Linked DNA regions of Callithrix jacchus: region 2 is linked to region 1. A link is a contact called in public Hi-C data. All regions are on one chromosome and are shown on one strand. Each heading gives the region's core, a stretch centred on a gene start, on an enhancer-like site or on the middle of the called end of the contact. The rest is flanking DNA. Distances are from core to core; before and after follow the strand shown.

Region 1 (5,986 bases), core at 1,486-3,985:
AAATAAAGTTTTACTGTTACATAATAAAAAAGATAGCAGATTACCAATATTTTCCCCTCTGCTTCTGCAGGCTAAGATTTCAGATTATTACAACTTATTTGGGGATTTTCCTCCCAGGGCTAAATGTTAGAAGCAGGGATCATTTTGGGAAATGCACTAAGCAATAAAAACAAAGAATGCTTTTCCCCACCCCTAAGCTCTTCCTTTTCTTTAAACACACAGGACATATCTATTGGGGATTTTCTATTTCCTGAGCAGTTCCATTAATGTCACCAATAACTCAAACTTTAAATCACTTCAGGAGACAGGCAGGGCCCCAAGAACTCCTGGGACACAGCCAGCTGGTCTGCAGTGCATGGAGGCTCGTGTGAGCTCCCAGAGAGCGGTCCTGATGAGCGGGGAGGGTGGCATGGACAGATGACGACCAGACAGGCACTCAGTTTGTAGAGCACAGCTGCCATGAAAACAGCAAGTGAGACGGGTAGGTAGAATTAGGACACCCCAAAACATGGCTTTAAACACCAGTTTTGCTGGATATTGTTGAGACACATATTAGTAAACTTTAAAAAAATCTAGAGATGCACATTTCAAGTTGATTTCCAACCAGGGGCATGGACAGGGTCGCTATAAGACTAGAGAATATAGCTTCTGGGTTGGGATACACACTGAGGAGCCCCTTCCGAAGCAGTGCCTTTCTCTCCCATAACTACTGGAGCACAGAGTAATGGATATCGTTTACTGTTAGGTTATAAGCATGTGTAAAAATACAAAACTGGGTCAGGCGCAGCGGGCACAGTGGCTCATGGTGGCAATTCCAACACTTTGGGAGGCAGAGATGGGAGGATTGCTTGAGCCCAAGGGTTTGAGACCAGTCATTACTCAGGAGGCTGAGACAGGAGGATCCCTTGAGTCCAGGAATTCTAGGTTGCAGGGAGTTATGATCAAGCCACTACACTCCTGCCTGGGTGACAGACAGCCACTTTGTCTTTGAAAACAAAAAACAAAAGACCCACAGAACTGTACAAAACCACCACATCTCTTCCCCTCTTGACCTTTATTTTGACCCCAGCCCATAGTTAAGATACAACCACCAGTCCTACCCCTAAATCAGTGGTTCTTAAAGTGTTGACCCCAATCAGCAGCATCAGCGTCCCTCGGAAACTTGTTAGAAATGCAAAGCCTGGGCCGGGCACAGTGGCTCACACTTGAATTCCAGCACTTTGGGAGGCTGAGGCAAGAGTGAAACATTGTCTCAAACAAACAAACAAACAAAAAAAAAAAAAGAAAAAAGAAAGCCTCAGGCCTCATCCCATTATTATTGAATCAGCAACTCTAGGGGTGGGGTCCACAAATCTGCATTTTTTTTGAAGCTTATGCTCCATTTTATTTATCTGTCAATCAGTTAATGATATACAAACCATTAACTAGCAAGGCTATGACATCTCAAAATACATCATTTCCGTATTTTAACAAGTTCTCTGGGTGATTCTGATACACACATTAGTTTGAGACCTGCTGCTGCACATGCAGACCCTGAAAGTACATACAGGGATGCAGTTTGTTGGCTAAAAGATGGCAAACACGGGTATAACCAAGTCTAGCTAAACCGTGAAGCTCTGGAATCAACGCCTTCATCCTGTGCCTTCAACTCCCTCAAATGTCAAATGATGTGGCATTTTGGTCCAGACCACCCCAGCAGCTTTAGTGGGGTCAGCCCACCTCAAGAGCCCGGTTATATTCTCTCTGGGAACTGGAGCAACGCCATTGGAACAAAGCTAGTAATTCGAGGTAGAGTTGAATAGAGAGGTCCTTGGGGACCCTGTATCTCCTTACTTTGTTTTCTAATCTGTAGAATCATTTCCCAGTCCAGCAAGAATGGTTGGCAAGTCCCGGCTGTTAGGTGGGAGAAACGCCGCCCTGGAACGCCGAGATCTTGTTGTGCACAAAGGAAACAGCGCGGTCCCGCTAACAGCTTGGGAACTGAGATAGTGACAGAACCACCAACAGAACCTCGTGAAAGAGGACAAAAAGCCATTTATGGTAGGGTTGTTCTTTTCTGATAAATATAAAAACTACAGAAAAGTCTAAATAATCCCGTAACTAAAACCTATATTCCCACCACCTAGAATTAATAACTGTTAGCAGTGTCAAATTAAACAGCAGTTTTGCGAAGTTGTGAAGACTGCATCTGGCAGTGAGCTGGGGAACAAAGAGGAAAGCAGCTAGAATAGGGAGAAATGAGCTAAGTAATTTTTAACAAAGAATGTGCCCATTCTTTTATCAGAAAACATTTCAAATATGAAGTTTCCACATAGCTACTAATAATAGCTCATAAATTTGAGTAGCTGGAGAGTTGAAATTTACAAATAATGAAGAGCAGAAAAATGGCTGGAGAGGAAGCCAGCTTGTTTCCTTGCGAATAAACAGAACATGCTTTCGGACAACCCCCTCACCCCCTGAAGTGATCAGGAAAGAAATCAGGCTGGTCCAAGAGAAATCAGGCTGCAGATGATGAAAGTGTGAGGTTTTCCCATCGCTGTTTATGGAGTTGAGGCCAAATGCTGGAACACCTAGGGCATTCTCTCACTGGCTGACCTTGGACTATGTGCTTGGTGTTAGCCATCAAAGCAGAGGGACAGTAAGAACATACGCCAAAATAAGAATCATGAGCTATTAGTGCTCCTACCCAAGGTGGGGAAAACATGGAAGTGTGGAGGCTGGAAGGCTGCTTCACAGAGGACAAGGCCACATGGAGCTGAGCTGGCCAAGGAGCATGCAGGAAGGGTTGTCATCTTTGCTGTGATCCCACCAGTTTTGCAGTCACCATGGTGGCCCCTGTGGCAACATCTAGAACCTCTGAAATGACATCCCCTGCAGCTCTGAGGATGTGTCTTCTGTTTTTTGACAAGCACATTCCATTGCTGAAAGTGAACAAAACTTAAAATATTTATTCTTCCCTCTTAACTCTGCTGGAAAACCTCATCCTTGCTTAAACAAACCGATTTCCCCTGCAGGCAGGACAGGACAAACATGGAAAGGAAAGGGGCAGAGGAGGTCTTTTTTTTTTTTTTTTTTTTTTGCTGTATAAGAGGGCTAGAGGAGGGGAAATCTATAGACTAGACATTTCCTGTGTACCTCCTGTTTGTGTACATATTGGTAAATTTAATATACTCATTGGGGAACTTAATGAAGTTAAACAGAGTGCAGCTGGGCAGCCTCAGCTCAACTTGCCACACCCTCACCTTCCAGGTGCAATGCTGTTCTGACTATCAACAAGCACCTGCCCTTTCCAAGAAATGCTATGTGCCATCATAGTCACAGGCTTTACGAGGACCAAGTGCCCCAACCTGGTGATGTGCTTCCTCCTGGATTCTTCAGCACCTCTATTGACGCAATGAGAGTCTGTTTGCCACAGGCAGAGCAAACTGCGGAAGATGCCTGCAAAAACGTTCAGGCCCATTAAAAACCAATAACAATAAATGGATTTTTCACCTGGTTTCCTATGCAAAAGAAAAGAAAAGAAAAAAAAAACAACAAAAAATCCGGGGGAAAAGAGAATGTAAAATACATGTATGTGCGGCTGTGTGTGCATTGCTCATACCTTACTAGTAATCCATTCTTTTAGCCAGTAAACATTTTTGACACTTACTATGCACAAAGCTCTGTGCTAGATTCTGTTAACAAACATGAGTGAGGCATAGTTACTGGCTTCCAAGAGCTCATGATGTGGAGGAGAAAATCACACATAAACACTAAAAAATCGTATTATAAGTTTTATAATAAAGCCTCATTCATCCGTTCAACAAAGATTTATTGTGCACAACGTGCCAGCCTCAAGTGTGAACAAATAATTATGAAAGCACAGAGGCCAAATATAACTACCATTCCCCTTTCAACCATGAAAGGTGTGATAAAAGAGCTCCCATGTATATACTCTTCAAGGACAAGATCCCTATCATTTTGTACACCAGTCATACCTGATGTGTGCCTGAGAAATGTTCAATAAATACTGCCCATCAAAGAATGGATTTTTTGGCCAGGTGCGGTGGCTCATGCCTATAATCCCAGCACTTTGGGAGGCCAAGGCAGATGGATCACGAGGTCAAGAGATCGAGACCATCCTGGTCAACATGGTGAAACCCCATCTCTACTAAAAATACAAAAATTAGCTGGGTATGGTGGTGCGTGCCTGTAGTCCCAGCTACTTGGAAGGCTGAGGCAGGAGAATTGCTTGAACCCAGAAGGCGGAGGTTGCGGTGAGCCAAGATTGTGCCATTGCACTCCAGTCTGGGTAACAACAGCGAAACTCCGTCTCAAAAAAAAAAAAAAGAATGGATTTTTTGTCCTTTTATTCATTAGGACTTTTCAACCTCATCTTTCTTTGCCATCTATTCACTAATTCCATAAGCAGTTACTGAACATCTACACATATGCTGGGAGCAAGGGCTACAGAAACAAGAAGCTGTTCAGTGAGGGAAGCCGGAGCAAAACTATGAGCCTCAAAGAATGTGTAAGAATAAAACAAGTTGTGGCCAAGTGTAGTGGCTCATGCCTGTAAGCCCAATACTTTGGGAGGCCAAGGCAGGAGAATCACTTGAGCCCAAGAGTTCAAGACCAGCCTGGACAACATAGGAAGACTCTGTCTCTACAAAAAAATTAATTAAATTAAAAATAAAATAAGTTTTGTGTGTCTGAGGGATGGCATTTCAGGGAGGGAGGACAGTTTAGGAAAGACATAGGAGAGAGATGCAGTGTGGACATGTGGGGATCTCTAAACAGTTCAATGTCTTAAGCTTTGCATTTTCAAAAGCTTGATCTTGTCGGTCTAACCTTGAGCTAACCAAATTTTTGAGAGGATGTGTATCAACTAGAATGCTAATTCCTCAAGTCGTTACTCTGTCTGGTGGCTAGATGTCCATGTGGGCACTGGGATCTGGAGATATCCAAAAGGATGCTTGAGTGAGCATGACACTGGGGCAAGTGATCTTGTCAACAACTTAGGATAGCCGCCTGTATCTGTCTTTCTCACCATCTTCCCTGTCCCTCTGTCACAGCCACGCTTCCAGGATGCTGCACTCTTTCTACTTCCTCAGCCCACACACTCTTCATGCCATTGCAATCTGGATTCTACCCCACCTCATTCCTGAAGCTGCCCCCACCTAGGTCATAAATGCTCTCTCTGTGGCTAACCACAGGATTCCTCTTAGTCCTTCTCATTCTGGATGTGTCTGTAGTAGCTTCTGACCCTAAGATGAGCTCTCCTTCACCCACTCCTGCCCGTTTTCCTTCTGATGTCTCAGGACACTTCGCATCTTCCTTTTACTCTGTGGACCCTACAACGAATAGTTTTCCACTGTTCTCTCTCTGGGTGAGATCATGACTTCAGTTGTCACCTTTATAGTCTAAAGATTCCCAAATCACGACCTGTGGCTCTAATGGTTTTTTAAAGAAATTATGGTAAAATACGCAGAACATGAAGTTTACCATCTGCTATGGTTTGAATGTTTGTCCCCTCCAAAATTCATGTGAGAGTTTAATCCCCAGTATGGCAGGATTGAGAGGTGGGCCTTGAAGAGGTCAAAGGGGTTCTGCTCTCATGAATGGATTTATACATTCACGGATTAATGGGTTATCACAGGGATGGAACTGTGGCTTTATTATTATGGCGATTTTGAACCATTGTGGAAACTATATGCCAGACTACAACACTGCAAGGCCACCTTCAGTGTTACTCGGCCTCCTTTTAGATCCAATGTTCAGATCCAATGGGAACAGAAACCAGAGGGTCAGAGATGAGTGGCTTACAGAGGAGGAAGAGGGATCTGAACTAGCACACTCGGCCCCCTGGCCATGTGATGCCCTGCACCACCTGAGGACTCCACAGACTCCCCACCCACAGAAAAGCTCTCACTAGATTCGTCCCCTCAACCTTGGACTTCCCAGCCTCCAAAACTGAAAGAAATAAATTTCATTTTATAATTTACCC
Region 2 (6,134 bases), core at 384-2,883, 520 kb before region 1:
TTGTGGACTCTAGAGAGTAACAGTGACAGTAGCAAAGCTTTATGCAGTGCCAACCTTGTACTAGGCTCATATTAAATGAGTTCACCTCAATTCTGGTAACAATGGGAGGTAACCACTATTCCAATTTCTATTTTATAGATGAGGAAACTGAGACAGAGAGATCACTGATTGGCCTAGATCAAGCAGGGAGTAGTTGGTATAGTAACCCATGGCATATGGTTTGTGGAATAGGTGCTCTTGACTAGTAGAAATAGGTCCTTCCTGCAGTGTGTAATTGTTAGCAAGCATGGGCTGCCATCTTCCTGTCAAGGACACTCAAAATACCCAATATAGGCTAGGCAAAGTGGCCCACACCTGTAATCCCAGCACTTTGGGAGGCAGAAGCAGGCAGATCACCTGAGGTCAGGAGTTTGAGACCAGCCTAGCCAACATGGTGAAACCCCATCTGACTAACAATACAAAAATTAGCTGAGCTTGGTGGCGGGTGCCTGTAATCCCAGCTACTGAGGAGGCTAAGACAGAAGAATCACTTGAACCCAGGAGGCAGAGGTTGCAGTGAGACAAGATCAGGCTATTGCACTGTATGTAGCCTATGCGACAACAGTGAAACTCTGTCTCAAAAAAAAAAGTATAATCTTATAATCCCAGCACTGTGGGTGGCTGAGTCATGAGAATCACTTGAGCTCAGGAGTTTAAGACCAGTCTGGGCAAGCTGGCAAGACCCCATCTCTACAAAAAATGAAAAATAGTCTGATTTTAGCCATTCGTGTGTGTGGTGGTGTCTCTTGGTGGTTTTGATTTGCATTTCCCTAGTGCTGACTAATAATGCTGGGTACCTGTTCATATGCTTATTGGCCTTCTTTTGTTAAATTTCATTAAGTTTTAAACTTTAAAGTCAAAGATTTCCCCATGAGAATGACTTTTTAAATGACCAAAAAGGGGGATAAGAACATTAATTTTTGAAGAGAAGGCCTCTGAGAAAAATGCAGTTGTACCCAGCTACTACTTTGCAAATGACCCATGCATTTTAATTTTCCTCTAAGGAAGACCAAGGAAGAGTCTTATCACCTCAAGGCAGGAGACATAGGGATTTGGGTTATTTAATAAGAGTGGCAGGTTTAAAAACTCAAACCCGGAAGACTCCCTAGAGTTTCTCCCAGGAGGTAGGGAAGGGCCCCATCCATGGAGAGAGGAGGAGGATATGACTGACAGCAGCAGTTCCCAATCTCTAGGGACCAGGGACTGGTGTCATAGTAGACACTTTTTCCACAGACGGGTTGGGGGATGATTTGGGGGTGAAACTGTTCCACCTCAGATCATCAGGTGTTAGATTCTCATGCGGAGCGTGCCACCAAGATCCCTGGCAAGCGCAGTTCACCATAGGGTTCAGGTTCCTATGAGAATCTAATGCCACTGACCTGACAGGAGGTGGAGCTCAGGTGGTAATGCTCATTCCCACCACTTACCACCTGCTGTGCAGCCTGCTTCCTAATAGGCTACAGACTGGTACTCTCCATGGTCTGGGGGTTAGGGACCCCTGATTTAGAGGAAGTAAGGGCGTGGCTTACCCTGGGCCCTGGGGTATTCTGGGAATGGAGAGGATGGAGAGAAGAGAGGAGGCAGGGAAGACCTCCCCTTGCTCCTCATTTGGGACTGGGGAGAAAGTCAGGTCTCAGGCTCAACAGTACCTGACTCTACACCACCTTCCAAAGGGAACACAGTGGGGTTGGATGGTAGGCACGGGTTATCTTCTCTGAGCCTCAGCACAAGACAGAAGGTTCCCACAGTTTTTCAGTGGGCAAGTGGTAGGTTCCCAAGCAGAGAGCCAGCAGTCCCTCTCTGAGGCCTGCAGTGGAGTGGGGTGAGGTGTTTGCTGAGCCAAGTGTCTGTCAGTCAGAGCCTGGGAGGCTGGGCTGGCTCGCAAGCACCTGTTACAGCCAAACCAAGAGATGAGGCTCCGAGTTCTGCCGGCAGAGATGGCCGCCCAGGCCATCCTCCTGCTCCTACCCCAACCTCCAGTACTCCAGAGCCGACTTGCAGGGGAACAGAAACCTGAGAGGCTGAACATACCCATGGGGAAACACATGTAGTAAAATATTTGGGGAATCAGGAAGAATTCTCTGTATTATTCCTCAACCTTTCTCTAGGTTTGAAATTATCAAAATAATTAAAAAAAATTATAACAACATTCTCATATTAAAACACTGTTTCTTTTCTTCAGTTTTTGATTTTTCTTTTTTTACTCTAGCCTGATTTATCCTAACAATAGGTGGTCTTGATTTTTAAATACTTTCTTCTCCAAGACTTTCATGACACCCACTCTCTACTGGTTCCGAAAATGTTGGATTTTGTCTCAGCCCTTGCTCCTGGAAACAGCTAAGGTTGAGAAAACCCCCCATGCTTTGTGTTCTAGTAGACAGCTTCCTGCAAAGAGCCATCTTCCCTAACTAGGCCTCTTAGATGCCTCTCTTGTTTAATTATGACAGGAGCACACACACACACACACACACACACACCCTCCAAATTCCCATTCTTGGTCTTTTAAATGATCACCGGAGCTACTTTTCCCCACTGATTAATCGGAACAAAATGCTCATTCACCAAACTTCCCTCTTTTTTTTTTGAGACGGAGTTTTGCTCTTGTTACCCAGGCTGGAGTGCAATAGCACACTCTCGGCTCACCGCAATCTCCGCCTCCTGGGTTCAGGCAATTCTCCTGCCTCAGCCTCTTGAGCAGCTGGGATTACAGGCACGCACCACCGTGCCCAGCTAATTTTTTGTATCTTTAGTAGAGACGGGGTTTTACCATGTTGACCAGGATGGTCTCGATCTCTTGACCTCGTGATCCACCCGCCTTGGCCTCCCAAAGTGCTGGGATTACAGGCTTGAGCCACTGCGCCCGGCCCCTAACTTCCCTCTTTTTCCCAGGTCCCTAAACTTTCCTGAGCCGGCAGACAGCCCCTCTGGAGAAGAGGTTGGCTCCAGAGGCAGACATCTCCCATCTATTTGATCTTGCCACCCTTCCACTCCACTTCCCCACATCTGTTCTTTGTGGTCGTGTTTACTCCCCTATTAAGAAAACAAAACGAAAAAACTTGTTAGCCTGGATCTGGAGACTCCGGAAGATCCTAACCGTCAGAGGTTCCCCCCATTGCAATGGTCCCGTTTTCTTCCCCTTCCCATCCTTGTGATAATCCTTTTAAAAAATCCCCTTACTAAATCCAGTTTCTAAAATTTAAGTTTTTTAGAGACAGTGTCACCCATGCCGGAGTGCAATGGCATAATCATAGCTCACTGCAACCTCACATTCCTGGACTCAAGCAATCCTCCCACCTCAACTGGGGCTACATGGATGCATCAGCATGCCTAGCTAATTTTTTTTAAATTTTTGTCTAGATGGGGTCTTGCAATGTTGCCCAGGCTGGTCTGGAACTCCTGGCCTCAAGTGATCATCCAGCCTCAGCCTCCCAAAACGCTGGAATTTAGGCATGAACCACTGCACTCAGCTCCAATTTTATTTTGTTTGATAATTTCCTCCTACTTTTCTTCCCTCCTCTAGCTCATTCCTTGGCCATTTTCCAGCTGCTTCTCTGCTTTTACCCTAGATGCAGGAGATTTTCAGCCCTCAGTTCTGATTCCCCTTTGCAGCTTGCTGCTCCTCCCTCCCCAACGTGATCCTGTCCATTCACATGGCTTTCACATGCTGGTTGCCTTCCCCAGTATCTCTCCCTCCTAACAGAGCCCTGCTGTGCTCAGGGTGTCCTCTTCACATTTAGCATTGCTCATCTCCCAGGGTCTTGAGTACTTAGGAGAGGCCACGTGACTCAGCTCTGCCAAAGTCTAGTGCTTGGGTCTTCTAGAAAGATATTGTTTTCCTGGTTTTAAAAGGGGAAGGGGTGCCTCAGTCATGATCTGCCTTTTTTCCTTGCATGGGACACAGTTGTGATGCTTTGAGATGTCATAGGCACTTAGTGACCACCAGCATGAAAGCCATAGGCAAAGCATGTATGATAGAGAAGGAAACCACAGGCTGGGGATATGATGACTTCCTTAAGTAGCTCCCTCAGCCACCCCAGGACTTCTTTTTTGTTTGTTTAGAAATGGAGTCTCACTCTGTCACCCAGATTGGAGTGCAGTGGCACCATCTCGGTTCACTGCAATCTCTGCCTCCCCAGTTCAAGCGATTATCCTACCTCAGCCTCCCGAGTAGCTGGCACTACAGGCGTGTGCCATCATGCTCTGCTGATTTTTTTTTTTTTTTTTTAGAGAGATGGCGTTTCATCCTGTTGGCCAGGCTGGTCTTGAACTCCTGACCTCAGGTGATCTGCTGGCCTTGGCCTCCCAAAGTGCTGGGATTACAGGCGTGAACCACTGAGACTGGCCCACACTGTTCTGATTACTATAGCTTTGTAATATGTTGTGAAAGGATGTGTGAGGCCTCCAACTTTAATCTTTTTCATGATTGTTTTGGCTATTGGGGATCCCTTGAGATTCCATATGAATCTTAGGACAGTGTTTTTCTCTCAAAAAAATGTCAGGAGGAGGACCCTGAGCCAGAGATAGTTCTTAGCTTAAACTCTACAGCAGTGGTTCTCAAAATGTGGTCCCGGGGACCCATGGATCAAAACTATTTTGTAATAAAACTACATTACCTTCCCATTCTCGTTCTCTTACAAGTGTACACTGGAGTTGTCCGGAAGCTGCATGGTATGTGTTATCACAAGGGATTGAATACGGAAGCAGGTATGAGAATCCAGCTGTCTTCTATTAAGATATTCTATATATTCTAATAAAGAAAATTACAAAAATGTAAACAAATGCCAGTCTTCATGAAAGGTTATTTGAAAATATAGCTATTTTCAAAAACTTATTTATGTTAAAATGAAATGTTTATTTTTTAAAAAGTTGACACATAAATTAAAAAAAAAAAACATGTCTTAGTTATAATTTCTCAACAAGATAGAATTAACCCACATTACAAAAGGTCTTTGCAGTCTTCAGTAAGTTTTACAAGTGTAAAAGGGTCCTGAGACCAAAGCGTTTGCGGTCCACTGTTCCTCCAGAAGGCTACGGCTTTTTTCTGGTGGCTTTACACTTCTGCTGTCCTTCAGTTACGTCCCTTCCTGCCTCCAGGGTCTCCTCCATTTGCCTTGAATTTCTCCGTCTGTTAGTTCCACTCCAGCATGGCCACATGAGGGCAGCCGATTCCGCCCTGAGGCCTGCGGGGACCTCAAGCCCAGGTGTTCACCAGGTCGGCCTCCGGCATCCAGTTTCCACCACCGAGTCCCTGGCAGGTGGTACTGGAGAAGCAAAGATGACAAACCAAGTCCTTGCTCTGTGGGAAGCTCAGGCCCCCTGTGCTCTCCCTCCCAGGTGCTAGCAGAGAGGCCCCAGCCAGGGCCTGAGCACATCACAGGATTGACATGTTTGGTGAATGAACATTATTACCTCCGTGTTGTGCAGAGCTGAGCACAGAATTTTGTCTTCCAGATCCTGAGCTTTAACCTGGAAGGGTTAGTCCTTCTTGCCATTGCCTGCAGGGAAAGAGCTCTAGAATATTTAAGGTTCAGGAGCATGCAGTTAAGTGAGAAAGGGAAAGGAGGTACGTTTTATCTAGTCTTGGATTAAGGTGGAAGAAAAGGGCAGATGTGAAGTTTCCCCAAAACTAGGGCTTTATTTATTTTGATCAGAACAGTCATGGACATCTCTAGCAATGGAAAGCAGTCCTGCAGTCATTTAACACAGATATCAGCTCTGTATCCTGTTAGCCAGCGGCCCCTACCACTTCTCCCAACAGTCTTAAAGCAACCTGCATGAAGGAGCTGACTCAGTGCTGGTCACTAGAAAGGGCATGAGCTCTGAAGTCCCAATACAAGGCTTTAATTCCAACCCTCCCGGCTCCTGGTCTGTGCTCTTTCCCCTTTACTATAAGGCCAACTTCACTTTGGTTTTACCCCCCAAATATTCATCATTGTATTGATTCAATGCAATGATACATAAAAAATCAGCAGTCTGATAAAGTGTGGCCTACTGGCTAAGAGGTGCAGGGCTTTGAAAGGATAGGCAAGGTAACATTCCTGGTTCCACCATGTATTAGCTGTGTAACCTCGGGCAAGTTGCTTACCATCTCTGAG

Evidence for each region. A called contact is a pair of places that touch in the nucleus more often than the background predicts.
Region 2: a contact with region 1 is called in a Hi-C map of skeletal muscle, with 7 times the contacts expected there. The contact joins two enhancer-like sites. A contact is called at or near these places in 2 of 3 Hi-C or Micro-C datasets (induced pluripotent stem cells and skeletal muscle).

Annotation. Positions count from the first base shown.
Region 1 is chr19:21,862,005-21,867,990 of calJac240_pri, reverse strand. No RefSeq gene overlaps it. Among named protein-coding and RNA genes, the nearest start is that of CDC42BPA, 120 kb to the left of the region's middle. Within about 2 kb of position 2,735, at least 3 of the 16 cell types and tissues checked have an H3K27ac peak or open chromatin away from gene starts, as enhancers often do. A contact at or near this core is called in skeletal muscle, where this site is marked.
Region 2 is chr19:22,379,295-22,385,428 of calJac240_pri, reverse strand. It overlaps LOC144580369 (a long non-coding RNA gene), which reads left to right. Exons shown (of 4, transcript XR_013529790.1): 2 at 4,678-4,743. Among named protein-coding and RNA genes, the nearest start is that of COQ8A, 26 kb to the right of the region's middle. Within about 2 kb of position 1,633, at least 2 of the 16 cell types and tissues checked have an H3K27ac peak or open chromatin away from gene starts, as enhancers often do. A contact at or near this core is called in skeletal muscle, where this site is marked.